Regions from separate parts of the Rattus norvegicus genome. Here region 2 is linked to region 1. The links are chromatin contacts, called in public Hi-C maps. All regions are on one chromosome and are shown on one strand. Each heading gives the region's core, a stretch centred on a gene start, on an enhancer-like site or on the middle of the called end of the contact. The rest is flanking DNA. Distances are from core to core; before and after follow the strand shown.

Region 1 (7,589 bases), core at 1,207-3,706:
ACATAGAACATGTGTGTGCCTCTGTGAGTTAGAAGACTTAGGGAGACTGTCTAAAACCAGTAACAGCAACAACAACAACAACAACAAAAAATAGAACAAAACAAAACAAAAAACCCCACAGGGCTTCTAGAACTCAAGTTCTTCAGCCAAACGGGAAAATGAGCTAGGACATGAACTTTTAAAACCCAGCGGAGAAAACTGGCTGCACACAAAGGCATTTAATCTCACTCCTCAGAAATGCGTCCTAGAGCAATATGGCCGGCTATCTGAACAGATATTAACAGTATAACAATGCTGGGAAGGGGGTAAGGGTGTGGCAGCGCTTGGGCTGACACCGTTGTTTGTTTGAGACTGGGTTTCTCTGTGTAGCTTTGGCTGTCCCTGGAACTCATTCTGTAGACCAGGCTGGCCTCAGACTCAGAGCTGTCACTGCCTCTGACTCCCAAGTGCTGGGGTTAAAGGCCTGTGTCACCAATGCCACTGCTGGGCCAGACTATAGACTTTTTGAACGGGAATTTATTTCTCTGTAGTTAACTATAGGATTCGCCCTCAAGATGCTCAGCCAGCTGGGCTGCCGGCCAGGCTGCAGGCTGAAGTCCTGAGGGCTGCACAGAGACGCGGCACAGCACAGTCTAATAGCTAATCCGTGTTGTGTGGCAGGGTAGGTGTAGTTAAGTCGTTTGTTTGAGATAGAGCCTCCTTCAGAGCCTCAGGTAGCTTCACGGAGCTCAGATTGACCTTTAACTCTTAATCCTTCTGGCCCCACATCCTCAATGCTGAGGTTACAGGGCAGGTACCACAGGAAGGTAGACTTTCAACTCATTCTTCATGCGGAACTTTTTTTTTTTTTTTTTTTTTTTTTTTGGTTCTTTTTTTTTCGGAGCTGGGGACCGAACCCAGGGCCTTGCGCTTCCTAGGTAAGCGCTCTACCACTGAGCTAAATCCCCAGCCCCCTTTCAACTCATTCTTGATTTGTGATTCTTCCAACTGGGGGGGGGGGGCTTAGAGGCCACACCCACCATAAGTCAAGGACCTGTCTGTATTTAATTGGTTACTTACTAATTAAGCAGTAGACCTGGAGAGATGGCTCAGTGGTTAAGAGCACCGACTGCTCTTCCAGAGGTCCTGAGTTCAAATCCCAGCAGGTTCACAACCATTTGTAATGAGATCTGATGCCCTCCTCTGGTATGTCTGAAGACAGCTACAGTGTACTTATATATAACAATAAATAAAATTAAAAAAAAAAAAAGCAGTAGACATCCCGTGAGTTAGTGGCTCTTCCTCTGTGAATTAGTAAGTCAAAAGACACAAACTGGGGTTGGGGATTTAGCTCAGTGGTAGAGCGCTTGCCTAGGAAGCGCAAGGCCCTGGGTTCGGTCCCCAGCTCCGGGAAAAAAAAAAAAAAAAAAGAACCAAAAGACACAAACTGTGGCATTGTTTGTAATCACACAAGATTGGAAGCCACCTTAAATGTCACCCACAGAACTTTCTTTAAATGGGAATGCACAGGTAGCGAACGAAACAGCGAGTAAACCAGTGAACGGGGACACCTTCCTGCAGGAAATGGGTGTGGACATCCAAGATCCCCAACACAATCCAAAGCATTTCGGCAAGGCAAAATGGTTTACCCAGAGGGGCCCTGCTGGTGAGGTTTTTAAAGGGTCTCACAATCTCTCCTAACTGTGCTCTCAATTTCCCAGATTCCTTTGCACCTACGCTTGGTCATGTGACCAGCCTGTGAGGTCCTTAAATGCTTTCCCCTCGTGTTTTGTGCTAACGGTGTTGAGCCCCGGAACAACTTCAGCTGTCCGGTGCTAAAATCAGAGGCACACGGGGAAACGCGCCCAGACCCCTTTACAGCGCGGGTGACAATATTCCTGCGAGTCCTCAGAGCAGGGCGAAGCTCATACGCAGCAGTCTTCTGCTGGGTGCTTCAGAAACCTCAGCTTCTAAAGGCTCCGCCCATTTTGGGGCTCCTGTTTTTTAACCACTGAGCCATCTCTCCAGCCCGGCTCCTCCGTTTTAAAAACACTTCGGGGCATTGCCGAGAATCCCCTGCCAAACTCTTCACCATCTCTTCAGCCTACTGCTGCGTTCATCTGGTTGAAAGGCACACGAATGACTAGGCGTCCACGTCTCTTTCTAGCCAATGTCCTCCTGCCCCTCAAGTGCCCAGTCCCAGGCTGTTCGGGGAATAACCGCTTTCGTGATTTCTTTTCACACCTACATCTGCACGGATGGGACTCATAAGCGCTAGCCACCTTGCTGGGAGCGCACATAGCCCTGGCTAGGCTTCCTCCGGCTATCCCCATGTTCTGCAAACTCCATCTCTTAGGGAGCCAGGGTCGCGCCCCTTAGGCCGTTGGGGGCTGGAGTTCCTCGGCTACGTCCCCGTATCTCTGCCTCCCATTGGTGGCCGCGGGGGGCGGAGGCTAGGACTCGTTCTACAAGGCTGCAGTCGCCGGTTGCTCCGCTAGGCTCCTCTCTGCTCGGTTCGGCTCGCCCTGCTCAGCTCTGCTCAGTTCTGCTAAGCTCCGCTCAGTTCAGCATGCTGCGCGCCGCACTCAGCACCGCCCGCCGTGGGCCACGCCTGAGCCGCCTGCTGTCCGCCGCCGCCACCAGCGCGGTGCCAGCCCCCAACCAGCAGCCCGAGGTCTTCTGCAACCAGGTGAGACTCGCGGCCGCCTCGCTCTGGCACCAGGGCGGGACGGAGCCAGGGCGACGCGGCCTCAGTTTCCCCTCCGCGTCCCGCGATCTTTGCGCGCGTCTTCCCCTGCCCATGTGGCCGCACCGTGTCGCCTCCCTGTCCTGGACAGTCCTCTTTATCCCGCATCGATGCAGCCGGCTTCTGCCCCGCGCGGTCCTCTGGGTTCACGCAGAAGGCCCTTCCGTCCCAGTCTCTGCGAGACCTCCCATCCATCCCTACCCAACTCACGCAGACCTGAGCCAGAGTTCACAAGCAAAAGCTGGGTCAGGACCCCTCTGTGGCCGCTCTTATCCCACCCGGACTTTGGAATGTTGAATTCGTTTTTTGAGTTTTGGTGAAGTCTGGAATCACATGAAAGAAACTGGCTGTGAAGTATTTTTTGTTTGTGCAACAAGTGGCACTTGGCTGCCCTCTTCTGTAAAATGGGAAAGCAGTCAGGGCTGGTATCTTGGTGTGTTGTTTTGAAAGAGGATCTCATTTTGTAGCTGAGGCTGGCTGGCCCGGAGTTCTCTGTCTTCTTCCTTCAGCCAGTTTCACCCCACTTTAGACTTGCACAAGACAGACATGGCTGCTACCACTTACTTACCGCCTCAGCCTTTCGGCCTTCTCGCTACGTTTTCTTTGAAACAGGATCTCACTAAGTTGCCCAGGCTGGCCTTGAGCTTGTAATTCTCCTGCCCCAGGCTTCCCATTGTTGCATTGTTGGGACACAGTGACCTCATGTCTATATATATATATTTTACAGGGCCTTGCGCACTTGGCACTTGGCATGAGCAGCAATCCGGGTTCTCCAAAAGTCCCCTCTGCCAGCCTTTGTGCAGGGCAGCCTCCTAAACAATTCCGACTTTAAGCCTTACGCCTTAGAACTGGGAGTTTGATGGTTTAACTATCCCCACTATACAGCTCATAAGACTGAGGTCTGGTCATGGTCCCAAAGGACCAAGCTGAAGTCTGGATTCTCTTCTAAACTTTCTATGGTATATTGCAACTCTTGGTAGGACCAGGGGTCCGATCTCATGTCACATGAACGTCCTCCAGATGGGCTGCCTACCACTCTAGTTGTGGCCTTGGCCTCCGGCTTTCTGCAGTGTTCTTCCGGGACCTGGCAGCCATTTGCACATGTGCAGGACCTGTTTAAAGGTCCAGGTTTCTGAGGAGTGCTACAAAGAGTCAACCCAAGGGAAAACAAAACAAAACAAAACAAAACAAAACAAAACAAAAACACCAGGTTTGTGAAGTAGCTGCTGGTTTCTAGCTGGCGGCTGATCTGAGGCAATCCATCCCGCTTGAAGGAGCTGAACATCAAAAGGAGCCCGAGTGACCACAAGAGGAAGCACCTGATCAATAGTTTGGTTCTCTCGTTCACCTGGAGGCAGGGTACAAAGTTTCAGGTCCTAACAACCTGCTCGGGCTTGATTCAGTTCGGAGAGTTCCTTGTATGTGCCTGGGGGGGGGGGGGTGTAGAGGGAACCCCCTCCCCCATTGCTGCCTTTTCTCCTTATCACAGAGTTTGAAATCACAAAAATCGAATACATTCATTACAGAAATTCATGGCACTGACCCTATTGCCCACCCTACAGGAGCGCTGTTAATGAAAGTGGCCTTGCTCGGTTCTTGGCTTTTATGAGTTTGTGTGGGAGACAGGGTCCTGGCTACGTGTCCATGAACACTTGAGTCTCATGAACGCTGCTTATCTTCCTCAGCCAGTACACTCAGCTGCTTTTAAGTTTTTTGGTTTTTTGAGAACACGAGCCTCCTGCCCTAAGGCAGGCAGTGCAGGAGGGAACCCTAGAAACTGCTGGGTATTATCAGGATGGCATCATTGCAAACCCTGCTGCCAGGGACACCAGGCCTGGGAAGCAAGGACTCTGGCTTCTGTCTGTTCCTGCATATCTCTATGCTGTTACTAGGGCCCTGAAGTTGCTTCCACAGACTCTGGGCTCGCTTCCAAGGGTACCTGCAGGGCCCAAGCGCCCCAGGGGGGGATATTTCTCCTCAAGCTTCTTGGGTCCCATCTGAATAGTGTCATGACCTCACCTTCTTTTTCCAACCAAAGCAGGTTGAGCAAGGTTTGGGCCATCTTTCTGGGACTCTCTTGCCTTTTGTCATGAGAAGGGACCACAGGCTAGGTGGGTGGGTGATTTCAGCTTCCTCAGAATGTGTCCCTGAGGGTGGCCTTCTGAAAGAAGCACATTTTACCCCATTGGGCCTGGAACCGACCCAGTGTCAGTGAAACGGATCTTTACATTTAATTATTGCGTCGCTGTCTTGGAGAACAGTTAAGGTTTATAAGGATACCTCCGGCATCACAGGTGTGTGTATGGCTTCATGCCTCTCTCAGGGCATCGCCTCATGCTCAATGTCACCAGTTCTGTGTACCAGTGTCTGTAGCGAATGTGAAGGTCGGGTCGGGTGCCATCTGTAGTGTGTAGCTATACGCTCTACCAGTCTTTACCTCCAGGAAGTGGACTGCACTAACAGCCCCCACCTGACTTCCCTTGAATCCTCAGAAAAACACACATACACAATTTGTTCCTTTTCAACTTGCCTTAGGATACAATTGCCAGGCACTGCTACCACCCAACTGGAAAAGCTTGCCCTCACCAATTTCTTCTCTCCACCTCTCCGTCTGCCCTAAACTTCAGTCGATAAACTTCCCTGACCACCCACCTGTAGGAGTGGCCTAGGTGGCTACTCTGTTTTGAGATCTCACACGGTTGCCCCATTCTCCTTTCTCCAAAGCCTGGCAAATTTCTCCTCCTTCCTTGAGGCTCCCTTTAATCCCAACACCTGGGAAGCAGAGGCAGGAGGATCAGGAGTTCAAGGTCAGTGTCAGCTCATCCTGAACTTGAGACCTAGGGTGGGCTCAGTTGCTAGAGAGTGCTTGCCGACCATACTTGAAGCCCTGAGTCTGATTCCCAGCAACGCACAATCCAAGCGGGCTGGTGTGAGCTCTTGCAATCCCAGCATTCAGGAGATGGAGGCATAGGGGGGCTACTTAGTGAGTTCGAAGTCAGCCTGGGTTTTAGGAGAGCCTGTCTCAAAAGAAAAAAAGGGCTGGAGAGATGGCTCAGCAGTTAAGAGCTGACTGTTCTTCCAGAAGTCCTGAGTTCAAATCCCAGCAACCACATGGTGCCTCACAACCATCTAATGAGATCTGATGCCCTTTTCTGCTGTGTCTGAAGACAGCTACAGTGTACTTTATAAAATAAATATAAAAAAAGGAAAGGAAAAGAAAAAAAATTAAAAATCTCATACAGTACCACCTCAGATTTAGCTGTTTGCCACACCCCCTCTTGATGGGCCTCAGGAGGCTTCCTGAGCAGCCAGGCCCAGCTAACAACACCCTATAGGGATCACCTGCCCATGGGACACTTGCCCACTCGCTCACTTGGGAGTTGGAAGGTGGAGGCTGAGTCCTAAGTGAAAAGCTCAGCATGGGACCAAACAGTCAGCACTGTGGTGAGAAGCAAACCCAGGAGGGATGTGCAGGGTCATGTCTGGACCTCAGTGGCCACATCTGTAAAATGGGTAAACAATCCCACCCTTTGTCATAGGGTGGTTGTGAGGACAAAATGGGGTGCTCCTCAGCCCTCAGCAGGGCCTGCTTAGGGTTACCGTCATGGCCTTGCTTGTCCCCGCTGTGTAAAGGACATTGTTGTTCAGCTTACAGTGGCAACACCAACAATTAGCCTTTTGTTATGTAAGTGCAGTGAACTTGGGTTTGTCTTTAAGGGTGAGAACTAGGTGCTGGAGAGATGGTTCAGTGGGTTAAGAGCACTGGCTGCTCTACCCGAGGTCCCGAGTTCAATTCCCAGCAACCACATAGTGGCTCATAACCATTTGTAATGGGATCTGATGCCCTCTTCTGGTGTGTCTGGAGACAGCTACAGTGTCCTCACATACATAAAATAAATATTATTTAAAAATAAAAAATAAAAACAGTGGACCAGTGGAAGGTTCAGGAACTAGAAGGTCGGTTATCAGACCAGGCACTGTGGATACAAGTCCAAACACAAGTTAGACTGCCCTAGACCTCACCACAGACAGGATTGCAGCCACTGCCTTTGAGTAATATTAAATTTACAAATGATTGCCTTTTATGCACTCAGAAGGAGCCAGAGATAGGGACCCAATGTAAAGTATCTGGGAACAGGCGGGAAGGTGGTGTGGAATGGGCCAGGGTCAGGGGTCATGGTGAGCTAGAACTGTCAGCCACCTACAACTCAAGCATATTCACTGACCCAGGCAGGCAGGTGGCATGGAATATTATTTAAGGTCCCTGGTGACTGGTTGTCAAAGACATCAATCACCAGGCTCCGTGGGTCACCCCTAGCTTTCTACGAGAGCAAACCGCAAACCAGTGTATGTAACCTGTATGGGGGACAGTTCAAATAGTCTATGGTCACACTCTGTATCCCAGGTTAGCCCAGCATGCACTCTATTGACGTTGATGATCTTTGAGGGCAGGACCTCTCTACCTTGTAGGCATCATCTCTCCAGCCCCGCCCCCTTCCTCCTCCTCGCCTCAGCCCCGCCCCCTTCCTCATCACCTCTCCAGCCCCGCCCCCTTCCTCATCATCTTTCCTGCTCCATCCCCCACCCCCTCGAATCCCGTAGTGTAGGCTGGTGTAGCCTTGAGTCTCCAACTTCCATACCCCACCCCCACTCCCCACCCTCCCACCCCCGTGCTGAGATTGCAGGCGCGCCCCTCCACCGCCCCATCTTTTTTCTTTTGCTATTGGATTACAGCAAATGCACTCGAACCAAACTCAATACCGCCAAAGTCACATCCACCCACAGGTACTCCCTGTACTACCCTGCCCACTCAAGAACACACCAGGCTCACCTCACCCTAGAGCAGTGGTTCTTAGCCTTCCTG
Region 2 (7,336 bases), core at 1,068-3,567, 36 kb after region 1:
TCCTGGACATGGGGGACACCAGGCTGAAGTGTCCCCACTATTTGCTGGTATCCCGAAGTAGCACTCTCCCCGCTCCTTGGTACCTGTGACCTTGGCTCTCACAAGTGATTCCAGGCTGATGGGGAGGGATATAAGCTGGAGAGAGAGAGGAGTGGCTGTCTGGCAGGACAGAGGAGGTAGTGACACTTGTTTGATCCTTTCCAGGGTGATCCAGGGTCAGCTTTCAACTGAGGGACCTCATAGCTCAGCATAAGTGCTGCTGACCTGGAGGAGAGTGAGCAAAAAGACACTTTCCAGAAGTTGCTCCATTGTCCCGATCTGTTCTGCGGCCTCCGTGGGGCACAGAGCAGAGCGCGCCCACTGCAGGGTCTGCCTCTCACACACCCAGAGAACGTGCAGGTTATTAGTGACAGCGCCATGAAGGAGTTGGCCATGGATGGCCAGAGGGAGTAGTTTTTCAGAGAGTAAGAGGGATGGTGGTGACAGTAGGTTGGGGACTGCAAGGCAGACTGTTTCAGGCCGTGGTCACCTGTAGATGCCAGGGGGTGTGACAGATGCTGAAGGACAGAGGGACCCACTCACGCTGGAAGGCCAAGAGAGCTCTTGAGCAGGGCTCCAGTTACCTGTGCTTTCTCCCTCACCTACCAGAAGGTTCCATCCCCAGAGGTTTTAGATGCCTGTGACCTCTGCCCTGTGTATAAATGGGGGCGGCGCTGTGACTATCCCAACCCCGCCCCATCCTAAGTGCGAGTCGTAAGCCTTCCGGGGACACCTTGTGCCCAGCCTGTAGATTATTCCCTATAGGTGTAAGTGCTCACGGTGATTGGCATAAAAGAAATAAGCCAGCAATTAGCGATGGTAATCGCGTGAAATTACCCAACTCTTGGCACCGCTGCGCCTGTGTTTTGGGGAGTCGAGTAAGTTCCGTGTAAGTGTCGCAATACACCAGTAAGCCCGGTAACCGAGATGGTTGCTGGTGGCTGATGGGTGGGCATGCGTGCCTCGTGGGTACCACAGCTGCAGGCATGATGCTCACCAGTGCATGCAGCTCGCACCAGTGCATGCAGCTCGCACCAGTGCACGCTTATTCCCAGAACTTTCACTTAGTACTCTTAACGCTGCATGTGACAATTCGGTGCCTGGGACCTTCCCGGAGCAGTGATAAGTATGTCAAAGTCCAAGGTCCACGGGAGCCTGACAGGAAAGCTTAGGGGCGAAGGTCCCAGATCTTACTCAACTTGTGAATGAACAGGATGTGTGCGCTTAGCTTCAAAACCAGCTGGTCAGGGAAGGAGCTGAGGGTAAGAGGCTGATGACCCCCTGAAGTTGTCCTTTTTTAAAATGTATGTACATGAGCACACTGCCCCTGCGTTCAGACACACCAGGAGAGGGCATCAGATCCCTATCACAGATGGCTGTGAGCCACCATGGGGTTGCTGGGAATTGAACTCGGGACCTCTGGGAGAACAGTCGTTGCTCCTAACCACTGAGCCATCTCTCCAGCCCTGAAGTTGTCCTTTGACCTCCATACACTCATACCTGTGTGTGTGTGCTCATGTGCACACACAGAAATAAGTAAATAAAAATTTTAAAAATCAGATGCCTAGTACGGTGCCTCGAACCTTTAACCTCAACACCTGGAGGCAGAGGCACTTGAGTCTGAGGCCTAATTGAGGTCTGTTATACAGATCAAGTTCCAGGACAGCCAACCACAGCTATACTGAGAAACCCTGTCTGGAAAAAGCAAAAATTAAATTTGGTTGCCTGCAGCGACACACCCTTGTAATCCCAAGATTTAGAAGAGTCTTTAGAGAAGGCAGGAGGATTGCCAAGAGTTTGAGGCCAGCTTGACTAAAAAGAACCTGCCTTTAAAAAAAAAAAAAAAAAAAGGGAAGGTGGGGAGGGGAGGCCACCAGACAGCTTGGTGACCACAGCGACCACAGTAAGCACTTGAAACCTGCAAGGAGCGGGCCCTTCCTTCCTCATTATGTGCCAAGGTTACCACGGAGGAGCCGTTTTCGAAAGCAGACGCCAATCGAAGTACCCCCGCTGCACACACTGAAAGAACGCGCGACATTTGCCAACTGTGTCATGGAAATGCTGCAGAAGGATTAACGTAGCATCAAGAAGCCAAATCCTACTCAGGTGACAAGAGGAGGGGGCAGGGATAGGCGGTGAGAGTCAAGGATGCTGGGAACTGCTGCTTTTGACTTCCAAAGGGCTTCCTCCATCTCTCAGCTCCACTTCCGGGCCAGCTTCACTTCCAGCTGTGCACATTCTGGCTTCTGGCGCGGCCGGATCCTTAGAACTGCCGCCCAGCCTCACGTCCACCACGCTGAGACCCGCCCCCAACCGCCTGCAAAGAGAATGCCTGTTGTTAGCATTCTGTCTAAGCTCCACCCCCTATGTCGTTTTATCCTTTTGTAAACACAGGACCTGTGGCCCCGGCATCTATACTGTCTGGTTTCATCAATCTTAGTGCTATAGCGATGGGATGAAATGTAGATCAAAGTCATACAGTCCACCCCGTGACCAGGAAGAGCATCTCCAGCAGCCTAGAATAAGAGTGATAAATTTCCAAAGAAGACTAGAACTTTCAACGTGGGAATAATGCCCACGCATTCTCCTATAATCAGTAAGGCAGAGAGCAGTTCGAAGAATGGTGTTGGGGGGGGGGGGCGGTGAGCGTGTGTGTTGGTAATTCTTGGCCCGGGGCGTGTGAATCCAACTCGGTGTGAGACAAGCAGTTAATTCGAACAAAGGCAGGCAGGTGTGATGAGCAGCCTGGAGCACAGACTTCCACACCCAAGACAGTAATCCTGTTTAGGTAAAGGAACCCGCTGGGCCGGAAGCAGCTGTCTGGGGGTAAAAACAAGGTTCTCAGGTTCCGAGGAGCCTGATCTCTCTGGGTACTTGGATATGGTCTGATCACAGGAGTATTTGGTGCCAAGCCGTGCTTTGTGGGTTTGGCCTTCTCTGATCCTCAGGAGGAAATGCTGGGGTCTTGTACAAAACAAAAAGGCACGTGGGCGCTGGAGCGGAGACCTAGGTATTAGCGCCACCTTGTGGCCAATGGCCAAGCCACAGCGACATCCTTTGAAGAGGATCAAGATGGCTCAGAAGGGAGGAACTGAAAACAGGGCCTCCAAGATGGCTTTACAGTAAAAGAAGCTTGCCACCACACAGGACTACCTGAGTTTGATTCCCAGACCTCACAGGGTGGAAGAAATCACGAATTAACAAGAAAACAGGGACTTAAACAAAACCCATAGAATCCCAACATTCATCTCCCAAACAGATGACTCAAATGTGGCCTGGTCCTTCGATGGAACTGTCTGTCACCAAGAGGACATAAGGCTATGGGGAACCACTTCACCAGTGTGCAAATTTGCTTTAAAAAGTGCGTGTGTGTGTGTGTGTGTGTGTGTGTATGTGTGTGTGCACGTGCTGCTGTATGAGCCATAGCACATGTGTGGAGGTCAAACCAGGAATTGATTCTCTCCTTCCACTACAAAGGACCCCAAGATTGAACTCAGGTCATCAAGCCTGGTGACAGTTGCCCACTAAAGCTATTTTGCTGGCCCTCTGTGTTTCTTTGTTTGCTTTTGAGACAAAGTTTCTGTGTAGCCCTGATTGTCCTAGAACTCCCTGGTAGATAAGCCTGGCCTGCAACTGGAAAAGATCCTCCTGCCTCTGAATCTTGAGGTTAAAGATGTGGGCAGCACAGCCAGCTGATCCATCCATTCCTGATACTTTGGCCCATGTGGTCAGTCGTGCCCTGCTTCCCCCACCGCCATTTTCTGTCTCTTTCATTTTCCCTACCTTTTTAGTTTATCCCAGTGGACTGCACGCATCACACCCGTTCACCATCTATATTGTGTTTGCATTTTTACCTAGTATGTTTCCTTACATGACCTTCACATACAAGATTTGGGGAGTCTCATCAACAGGACATCAACATTGAAGACAACTGAGGTGGGGGGTCTTAGCCTGCTCCTCCTCTGCTCCTCCCTTTCCTCCTCATGACCTGCCTGGGAGGTTGATAGGCCCACCTAGCCACTCCCCACTTTGGAACTGTCTTCCCCATCAGCCCTCTTAGGGCTCTGCTCTGTTCCCAGCCCACAGCAGCATGGCTGCTTGACCAGGCTGGAGCCACAGGGGTTCCTGACACCTCGCTACCTTGACACTGAACAGGGTGAAGTAGATAGCGTGCCCTGGAAGTGCAAGGTCACCTGACGAATGACATAATAGACTGAAGCCATCATGCAGATGGAGTAGACGTAGGAGAAAGCCATGGATGAACAACCCAGCAGCCCCTGGGGGACACAGTGCAGCCTACCCAACTGTCTCTAGAACATCATCTGTCCCCCATTTCTCCCTTCCTCTCCTCAGTGCATGCCAGAGTAGTGACATCACTCAGAGTAGTGACATCAGAACACAGATGGCATCAGATTAGTGGCGTCACTCCGAGTGGTGATGACATCAGGGCAGTGTTGTAGAATGTAAATAATTCCAAATCGCCTTTGACCATTCAGTTCCTGGGAAAAAGACACTACTTTTGTTATTTGCAATAAGCCTTAAGCAGCACAAGTGCTGGGCAGCTGCCTCCCCTCCATGCTGTTAGAATCCACTTTCCATAACCCTAAATCATTACTTAGCTATGTTTCATCCGGGCTGCTCTTAACTCCAACTGGCCATGTTTTCTTGAAAGCCATGAAGGCTTCTCTCTTCTCCTTCACCTCCTTCTCCTTGTGGTTCTCCTCCAACCCCAAGCCCTGGAATCCTAAACTCCACCTACGTCTCTTCTGTTCAGCTATTGGCTGTCAGCATCTTTATTTACCAGTCAGAAAGAACTTGGGGCAAGGGTCACATAGTGTTACTATGTGTCTAGTGTGGACTCTCATCTGGGGGCGGGGGAAACGGGGCGTACTTAGCATTACCGTTCACAGCACGGCCAAACCTCATCAGGGTAGTGAGGATGTCAGAGCAGTGAGGACAGGTTGGACTCAGTAACTGACAGCAGGAGGGGGAGGGGCCTACGGGGGAAGTTTTATTGGGAGAGCTTTACAGAGACAGGTTGAAGAGAGGAAGATCCGGCTGGAGAGGTGGGTCAGTGGTTAAGAACACTGGTTGTTCTTCCAGAGGTCCTGAGCCACACAATGGCTCACAACCACTTGTAATGGGATCTGATGCCCTCTTCTGGTGTGTCTGAAGACAGTGACAGTGCACTTATATATAATAAATAAATCTTAAAAGAAAAGAAGAGACCAGGCGGTGTTGGTGCATACCTTTAATCTCATCACCCCCCCCCCCCAGGGCTGGGGAAGGCTGGGGAGGGCTAGGGAGGGCTGGGGAGGGGTAGGGCAAATCTCAGAGTCTGAGGCCAGCCTGGTCTACAGAGTAGGTTCTAGGACAGCCAGAGACCAGAGATACAGAGAAAAACCTGTCTCCACCCCCATCCCCAATGCCAAATGAGATCAGCAGCAGCATTCTGGGAAGTGTTTTCTGAGAGCACAGAACTGTGTTCCAGAGACAGCCAAGGTTGTACCTCATGCTGGCAGCTGTACTTGGTTATGTGTGAGGGTCGCCCAGGTGGTACTGGTTTTGAAGGCATGAATAAAGGGCTCATGAAGAGCAGCTGAGGCTGGGCACGCAGGAGAAGCTACTGGTGAAGGTGCAGTTGAAAGCCCAGGGACTGAAGGGGTCATGTGAAGAAGTTGAGGCGGAACAAGCACAACAAGGAACAAGGGGCAGACGTAAGCTCTTTAGAGGAAATCAGAAGATGGTGATGCCTGCAGACCTTGGGTACTGAGTTATTTACACTGTTAGTTTGGTTTTTGCTTTGTTGACTGTATCCTGGTTCTTCCTTCTTGAAAAAAGTGCTTAATTTATTTTGATTTTACAGGGGCTCACAGTTGAGAGATTTTCAACTTTTGTTTGCTTGTTTGTTTTTCTCAAAACAAGGTCCCACCGTGTAGCTCTGGCTGTCCTAGAACTCATGATGTAGACCAAGCTGGGCCAAACTCACAGAGATCCTGCCTCTGTCTTGTGAGTGCTTGGATTACGGTTGTATGTCGCCATACCTGAATGAAACTGAATCTTTAAATGTTTCAATATTGGGACTCCTTCTCCCCAGCCCTCTCGGCCCCAAGACAGGTTCTAGGTTCTCTGTGTAACCCTGGCTGTCCTGAAATTCAATGTATTGACCAGGCTGGCCTGGAACTCAGAGATCCGCCTGGCTCTGCCTCCCCAGTGCTGAGATTAAAGGCTGCATGCTGTTTTTATTATGCTCTGCAGTACAATTTGGGCTTGGGGTTTGACTTAGGGTTTCACTGCTGTGAAGAGACACTGTGACCAAAGCAACTCTTATGAAGGGCGTCATTTCATTGGGGCTGGCTTACAGTTCAGAGTGTTCAGTCCATTATCATGGTGGGAAACATGGCAATGTTCAGGCAGGCCTGGTGCTGGAGGAGCTGAGAGTTCTACATCTTGTTTCAAGGGCAAACAAGACTGTCTAGGAGGAGGGTCTCAAAGCCCACTCCCACAGTGACATTCTTCCTCCAACAAGGCCACCCCTCCTAATAGGGCCACTCCCTAGTTCTTTTTAAAGATGTATTTATTTCATGTATATAAGTACACTGTAGCTGTCTTCAGAAGTCATCAGATCCCATCACAGATGGTTGTGAGCCACCATGTGGTTGCTGGGATTTGAACTCAGGGCCTCTGGAAGAGCAGTCAGTGCTATTAACCGCTGAGCCACTGAGCCATCTCTCCAGCCCAACAATTCTTTTTTTTTTTCCCCCCCAGAGCTGAGGACTGAACCCAGGCAAGCGCTCTACCACTGAGCTAAATCCCCAACCCCCAGCCCAACAAGTCTATGGTAACTCCTTAAACCTTGTCAATCTATGACGTGCACTATTTCCTTAAACTTACTATGAACGTACAGAGTGTAAAACTGCTTAGAAAACCACGTAATCAACTATACTGAGAAAGTATAAAACTAAGAACCACAAAGTGGAGGTAGAAACCTGTGCTTCATCCGGTGTGTTTGTGTGCCTGATCTTTTTTTCTCTGGCTCACAAAGAATTAAGGAACTCAGAGCCTCTCACCTGAGAGGCCCCAGTCCAATTAAAGAGTCCAAGTAACTAAATTCCTTTTTTTTTTTTTTTTTTGGTTCTTTTTTTCGGAGCTGGGGACTGAACCCAGGGCCTTGTGCTTCCTAGGCAAGGGCTCTACCACTGAGCTAAATCCCCAACCCCCTAAATTCCTTTTCTTAATCCCCAGCTGCTGTCAGCAGGTGTTAATTGTCAAAAGCTAGCTTTTGGCCCCAGAATAG

Evidence for each region. Hi-C and Micro-C count contacts between places; a contact is called where the count stands out from the background.
Region 2: a contact with region 1 is called in a Hi-C map of liver, with 2.2 times the contacts expected there. The contact joins the enhancer-like site here to the promoter of Aldh2 in region 1. A contact is called at or near these places in 12 of 12 Hi-C or Micro-C datasets (the A7r5 cell line, the Rat2 cell line, Schwann cells and 7 more).

The regions. Positions count from the first base shown.
Region 1 is chr12:40,607,788-40,615,376 of GRCr8, forward strand. It overlaps Aldh2 (aldehyde dehydrogenase 2 family member), which reads left to right and starts at 2,457. Exons shown (of 13, transcript NM_032416.2): 1 at 2,457-2,668. The coding sequence starts at 2,549.
Region 2 is chr12:40,643,449-40,650,784 of GRCr8, forward strand. No RefSeq gene overlaps it. Among named protein-coding and RNA genes, the nearest start is that of Mapkapk5, 7.7 kb to the right of the region's middle. Within about 2 kb of position 2,318, at least 59 of the 93 cell types and tissues checked have an H3K27ac peak or open chromatin away from gene starts, as enhancers often do. A contact at or near this core is called in Schwann cells, hepatocytes and liver, where this site is marked.